Linked DNA regions of Capra hircus: region 1 is linked to region 2. A link is a contact called in public Hi-C data. All regions are on one chromosome and are shown on one strand. Each heading gives the region's core, a stretch centred on a gene start, on an enhancer-like site or on the middle of the called end of the contact. The rest is flanking DNA. Distances are from core to core; before and after follow the strand shown. Region 1 has its middle 110 kb from the start of YPEL2. Region 2 holds the start of YPEL2 (protein yippee-like 2).

The links. A called contact is a pair of places that touch in the nucleus more often than the background predicts.
Region 1: a Hi-C map of blood shows a contact between it and region 2, with 2.0 times the contacts expected there. The contact joins the enhancer-like site here to the promoter of YPEL2 in region 2. A contact is called at or near these places in 2 of 5 Hi-C or Micro-C datasets (both in blood).

What each region holds. Positions count from the first base shown.
Region 1 is chr19:10,039,149-10,042,570 of ARS1.2, reverse strand. No RefSeq gene overlaps it. Among named protein-coding and RNA genes, the nearest start is that of YPEL2, 110 kb to the right of the region's middle. Within about 2 kb of position 2,085, at least 2 of the 5 cell types and tissues checked have an H3K27ac peak or open chromatin away from gene starts, as enhancers often do.
Region 2 is chr19:9,932,137-9,935,842 of ARS1.2, reverse strand. YPEL2 (protein yippee-like 2) reads right to left here and starts at 2,313. Exons shown (of 6, transcript XM_018064134.1): 1 at 2,150-2,313.

The DNA.
Region 1 (3,422 bases), core at 836-3,335, 110 kb before region 2:
TGAGTCTGAGTGAACTCTGGGAGTTGGTGATGGACAGGGAGGCCTGGCGTGCTGCAATTCATGGGGTCACAAAGAGTCGGACACGACTGAGCGACTGAACTAAATTGAACTGAAGGCTGCTTTGCAACTGTAACTGGCAGAGTTGAATAATTTTGTGGAAGACCAGACAGCCCTCAAAGTCTAAAATATTTATTCTCTGGCCCCTAATAGAAAAAGTTTTATTTATCATTACTTAGCACATATTAGGGCTTCCCTGGTGGCTCAGAGGTTAAAGCGTCTGCCTCCAACACGGGAGACCTGGGTTCGATCCCTGGGTCGGGAAGATCCCCTGGAGAAGGAAATGGCAACACTCCAGTATTCTTGCCTGGAGAATCCCATGTACAGCGGAGCCTGGTAGGCTACAGTCCATGGGGTCACAAAGACTTGGACACGACTGAGCGACTTCACCTTCAGCACATACTAAGTGCTCAACAAATGCTTCTTGATTTATTGAATGAATACATTCAAGACTTTCCAGCTGGATCTGAAAAATTAACAGATGAACAAAGTCTAAAAACAAAGCATTTTATACTTCCCCAATTTATCTGGTATTTGCTTGTTTGATGGTAGTTTGCTATTGTTGACAAAAGACCGCGTGCCTTGCCAGGATCATGTTAGTGCTTTGAGATTCCAGAATGCAAATTTCTCTGGGTCCAACTTTTCAAAGAGTTGGTCTTCGGGCTAAATATGTCTCACCAACATGTTTTATTTGGCCCACACAATGCTGCTGTTTGTTTTCAAAGCAGGATTAGCTGCCAACATTTAAAATAAGGGGACTTCACATAATAATTCAAATTTCCAGCTTCCCTTTAAAATTTGAAAGATCAGGCAATACAGGTACACATTTTGGTCAGGGCCATAACCACTTGTGGCTGAGTAGCTGTTCCCTTCTTGGATGGGGTAAGTGCCCTCCAATTACCACAATCCCCACTGCTCCTTATAGCCTGACCCCGGGCTGCTCCCATCCGGGTACTTTATCTACCTGGCCCTTCTGCAACATTTGCATCTAGGATCCTTACTCCAGAGGAGTATCATTTGCTACAAAGTTCCATGAATTACAACACTAGCTACACATTTACTTCCTTTTCCTGGCTTGAAAACAGACTGGTACATCTGAAGACAAAACAGGAAAGAACAGCAATGCTCTTAAGACCATTACCTTCATTCCAACCAGAAGGCAGCGTCATTCCCCCCCCCCCCCCCCACGCCTTTCCTTTTTCAAACCAGCCTGAAGACAACCTGCTTTCCGTTCAGCTCTTAGGCTCCATCCACCCCCTCCATCTCCTGGAGCTGTTTACCTCAAACCCGGGAGTATAGTCTCCCCAGTTCCCTGCTTCCTGTCTGCCCTGGAAAACAAACACCTTGGCCCTTTTTTGTTTTTAGAGTTTTACTGCTAATCACTACAGGGAAACAGACAAGAAATAACAATAAGGAGGAAATTACAAAGCTTAAAAAGCACTTACAGTTCTAACAGTCATAATCCTTCTGGAAGGACTCTATTTTTATTCTCTCTTGTTACATTCTCATAGATGAAGGATTGTAAGGGCCTAAAGTGACCGTGAAAGTGAAGTTGCTCAGTCGTGTCCAACTCTTTGTGACCCCATGGACTGTAGCCTACGAGGTTCCACCATCCATGGAATTCTCCAGGCAAGAACACTGGAGTGGGTTGCCATTTCCTTCTCCAGGGGATCTTCCCGACCCAGGGCTTGAACCTGGGTCTCCCACATGGTAGGCATTGTACGTAGAGGCCTAAAGACTACAGTAAACAGATGGTTTACTTTCCTGACGCTTGAAGGCAGGAGGAGAAGGGGACGACAGAGGATGAGATGGTTGGATGGCATCACCGACTCAATGGACATGAGTTTGAGTAGGCTCTGGGAGTTGGTGATGGACAGGGAGGCCTGGCGTGCTGCAGTCCAAGGGGTCGCAAAGAGTGGGACATGACTGAGCAACTGAACTGAACTGAACTGAAACAAATGGTGCTGAAGTATCACCTTGATAGCAGAGGAACCGTTAGGTGGCAGCACAGGGCATATCTTTTCCAGTCTTCCCACAACAGGCTGGCAGATGTGAGTCACCCAGCTGTCTAGGATGGGACAACTGAGCACCATACCAAGGCAAGCCTTTGCGCTGAGATCAGGCAGAGGTTAAGAGCCAGGAGGCGCCCAGGCATGCTGTGCCCTCAAGGAGCCAGGTGTGGAATTCTTGTCTCCTGTGCCTTCCCCCGATATGTTGATTAGAATCACACACTTTAAGGAATGGTAAGATTCTTCCTGGCTTCCCAGGTGGCGCTAGTGGTAAAGAACCTGCCTGCCAATGGAGGAGACATAAGAGACTCGGGTTTGATCCCTGGTTCGGGAAGATCCCCTGGAGGAGGGCACAGCAACCCACTCCAGGATTCGTGCCTGGAGAATCCCATGGACAGAGGAGCCTGGTGGTCCACAGTCCACGGGGTCACAAAGAGTTGGACACGGAAGCAACGTGGCAGCAGCAAGAATCTTCCAGACCAACATCTTGATTTTATGACAAGCAAATCGAGGTCTCGAGAGATTTGACTTGTCCTAGCTGTCTTTGCACTTCCAGTGGTGTCAGCTTATCCTTCTGATCCGTCCCTCTGGTTAAAAAGCATTTATTGAGGTCTACTTAGAAATAAAGACTGATTTTACTCATTTCAAAGGTGAAATGAAAAGGGGCATTTTGCCTCTAAAAGAGCAAGACTTTATATAGGAAACAGAGATTTACTGGATACAGGTAAACACAAGTGAGCTTTGTTTCTGCTTCTGCTTACCTAAGCCATCGGGGAGAAAAGTGAGGGCCCCTATTCCAGGAGGGGAGTTGCAGGTCTCAGCACTCTGGGCGGGCTGGTATGTGCTCCCTTCCGTGGGACCAGCCAGTGTAACTGCGACCCTTATCAAGAGTGGCCTAGGGAGACTTCCCTGCCAGTACAGTGGTTAACATTTCACCTTCTAGTGCAGGGGCGGGTTCAATTCCTGGTGGGATAGCTAAGATCCCACATGCCAAAAAACAAAACATTAAACAGAAACGATGTTGTAACAAATCTAATAAAGACTTTAAAACATGATCCACATTAAAAAAAAAAAAAAAGTGGCCTAGGGACTTCCCTGGTGGTCCAGTGGCTAAGCTGCCACACTCCCAGGGAAGGGGCCCCAGGTTCAATCCCTGGTCAGGGAACTAGATCCCGCAAGCCACAACTAAGTGTTTGCATCCAGCAGCCCGAAGAGCTGGTGTGCTGCAATAAGACCTAGTGCAGCCAAACTAAGTAAGTAAATACTTTTTTTAAAGGGATTTTGCTTAAGTGAAAAAAAAAGAGTGACCTAGCATGGCAGGGCTGGGCCGTGCACACCCAGTGCTCGCCAATGCTC
Region 2 (3,706 bases), core at 1,064-3,563:
CTGGGAACTTAGGCAGTTGTGGACCTCTGTGCAGTGATGTAAAATGTATTCATCACTGTGGTTCAGTTTGAAAACCACTCTCCTAGAGGGATGAAGGAATATTTTTATGGAATATTTTATGCTATTCCTATGCATGGTGTTTATTTCCCATTTTTCACCCCTAATTCCAAGCTTCTGAATTTTAGGTCAAGCACAAATTATCCAGACACAATGGCTGTTATCGAATCCTAAACTGATGAGGCAATGCCAAACTGAGTGGGGCGGGGGGGGGGGTCAGCCCAAGGCTCCTTCCTGCTCCAGACCCTTCTCAAGGAGCTGGGGATACAGAAAGGTGCCAAAGGGAAGTTTGCACAACTCTCCCCAGGCTGGACCTGTTCCTTGGTAAAGAACGTGCACACTCATTATCACACATTAGAAGAATTGAAATGTTCCCTTATGAGGGGGTATGGAGCCAGGGGCGGGGGAGGCTCAGTCTCAGTCAAAGGAATAGAGAGAACTCAGGTTCAATCCATCAATGCAGTCCTGGGGCAGGAACTAGGTCAAAGGAAAGTCAGCGAAGGGTGAATCCAGGCCCACTGACCACAAGACTCTGAGCTCTCAGAATCAGGACAGCAGTGGACAGCATCAGGCATGTGAGGTCACGTCTCACCCCAGAAGCAGTGACATCAGCTGCCTTGGGCAAGTCACTTAGCTTTTCAATCCCCTAGGTTCCTTGTGTGGCCAATGTTCTGGGAGCAAGTGGAACACAAGCATCCCTTCTTGCCCAATGCTCTAGGACAGGCAGCCCCATCTTGCTGGACCAGAAGAGAGGAACATGGGAGAAAGAGCCAGGGGGAGAAGGAATGGCTGGGACTTCTCTGGCGGTCCAGGGGTTAAGGCTCCAGCTGCCATCGCAGGGGGTGTGGGTTCCATCCCTGGTAGGGGAACTAAGATCCCGCCTGCCAGCAGGATGTGGCCAAAAAAAGTAGCTAGCTGTATTTTCGGCTTTTAAACTCACCAGAAGCAACGACTTACTGAAAACAGCCTCAACACTCGAGGAGAGCAACTGACAAGGAGGCCGGAGCTCAAAAACAAAAAACCCAGCGAAGCCCAGGGGCGGTTTCCCCGGGCCAGGCAAAGCCGCGGGACTGCGGGTGGGTCAGCTCCATCACACAGAAAAACGGAGGGCGCTCACTCCCTTGGCTTTGTAAGCTCCTGTAAGCCGAGAGTGAAGTCAGAGGTGGCAGGCTCCTGGGCCCGGTCCAGAAGAACAGGTGGTTCCCCTCCCCACCATCCTCGCCAACAAGAGAAAAGTCGCCACTTGGGGTGAAGCTGCCCAGAGGAGGTCAGCGGCCAGGGAGGGTGCACCTGAAGCAGTGAGAGGTCCGGGGTGCCCCGCCAGACCCACTTCTCGAGAGATACGCGCTGGAGAGGCCCCTGATTCCGTCGGGCAGGAGTGAACTCGCGCCCACCTCTTTGGCAAGGGCGCTGGGGAGGCGCCGGGAAGCGGCCAGGCAGGAACTCGGCTGCGGTTACCTCTGCCCGCGGCCGGCCAAGCGCTCCTCGGAGTCTCGAGGGCGGCTAGTCTCCCAAAAGGAGGGAGGCGGGGGGGCACACCGAGGGCGGCGCCCCCGGACCCAGTGTCTCCAGCGGAGACCCAGCGACATCGGGGACAGAAAACGCCTGAAACTCCCACCCTGGCCCCCCGCCCACTTCGTCCCAATCCGCGGGAAGTAAGCTGAGAAAGGCGCGGCCATCGGGTCTCCAGGTTCACACCCCCCGCCCCGGCCCCGCTCGCTCCAGACCTGCCCGTCTCGTCGCCCGGGTCCCCGGCCCCGGCCCGGGGACCTGCGCCCCCTCGGCGCCAGCCGCGGGCCGCAGCCGGGGCCCCGGCAGTGTTTGTAAACAAACCGGTCACGTGGCCCCGGCGGCTGGCTCCCCGCCCCCTGTGCCCGCGGCCCCCCCACCTCGCCCCGGGGCGACCCCCGCGCCGGACCCCACCTCGGCCGCGCCAGGCGGAGGGTGCCGCGCTCGCTCCAAGGGAGCCGGGCCGCCGGGGCCCCGGGGCGGGATGGAGGGGGACGGGGACGGGCGCCCCGCGCTCCGACCGGGCGCCCCGCGCTGACAGCACGCCCCACGCCCACGCGCGCCGCGCTCGCGTCTCACTCACCCGGCAGCCAGCAGCCCCGTCCGGCCCGCGCCGCGGTCGGCTCCGCGGGGATGCGCAGCAGCGAAGGACCGCCCGGCCGGATCCCGGGCCCCGGGCGCGCTCTTAAAGCCACAGCCGCCGCCGCCGCCGCTCCGCATCCCTCCGGGCCGGGCCGGGGGCTGCCGAGTGACGGACGCGCTCCCGCGCCTATCCCCTCGGCGCAGCACATAGCAACACGCCGCGGGTTGGCTGCGCCCGGCCGCAGCCCATCCGCCGCGAGCCAATCAGCGAAGGACGGAACTCCGCCTCCTGCTTCCCCGACCTCCGCCCCCCACCCCCCACCACCCCTTCGGGCCCCGCCGGGCTTGGGCGCGGGGTGCGGGGCGCAAGGCGGGCGCCGGGGTCTGGCCCCGAGGAGGCTGAGCCCGCCGCGCCTGGCGAGGCGGGGGGCGGCTGGCCCGAGGAACGGGGAGGAAGGGTGATGACGATGGGGAGGCTCTCGGCGCCCGGGCGGAGACCGTTTATTTGGGTTTGGAGTTTGTCTCCAGGTCAAGGCTGGGATTTCTAGAACCCGGGGTGGGGTGGGGGGGGGGGCGCTTTCTAGTGCTGCTTCTGCTTAGAGGAGCTAAGACAGTAACTCACTCCTCACGCCTTAGCCGCCCCCAACTCAGTCTAAGTTACCTGGAGAGGCTCTCGGGACCCAGGGCAGTTGAATGTAAAAAGATAACACCAGCCCGAGGGGGCCCCCGCCAGGCCCTAATCAGCAGCGAGTCATTTCCCGTTGTCTCTCTGCTCTCCTTAAACCCGGCGTATTAAACGCAGGATAAGAGGCATTTACAGGCATTGGAAGACACCTCACCCCCAATTGCTGCTGGTTTTCTAAGGCTTTTGAAGAGAAACAATTCACCCGGGACACTAGGAGGGTCAGTGACCATAGGGGAGGTGCGCCCAGTCTGGGTCAGTGGAGCGGTGCTTTTCACGGAAGAGAAGGTTAAAAAATAAGCCCAGGGCTATCAGGAAATCTAGGGAGGCACCAGGTGGGCGGAGTGGGGCAGTCTCCCAGTAAGAAAACAGGTCACTTTGAGAAAGAATGCAGCCAGGGATCAGGGGCAGAGAGCAGTTCAGCCTTTTCATTTGGCTTCTGGGATTCTGCAGTTGCTCAGAGAGCAGTAGGAAACCTCGGGTTTTATTGAGCTGCTGTCAGAGTGTGAGACACTTCTAGAGCTGCTGCTGTCTTCAACCCCTTTGCACGCTGGTTTGCCCAAAAGTGGAGAATGGTACCCAAGGCAGATCCCCAGGTGGCTCAGACTTCACCGAAACTCCAGCCAGCTGTCTTTAAAATACGTTTGATTCGGTTAATATATCTCTCGTTTGGATTGTATTCCGATAATATATGTTGCATGGTTGGATGTGAATCCAGTCCTAATGTTAGTAAAAACTACAAAAAAAGTACCTGAAACACATCAGCATCTCACATATGTATCAGTCTCAGTGTAAGCATTTTCAGTGTAAACAAGATCAGCTTGTCATTGCTCACAGTTGATAAAATTGGAAAGTTTAAAACAAAAAAATTTTTAA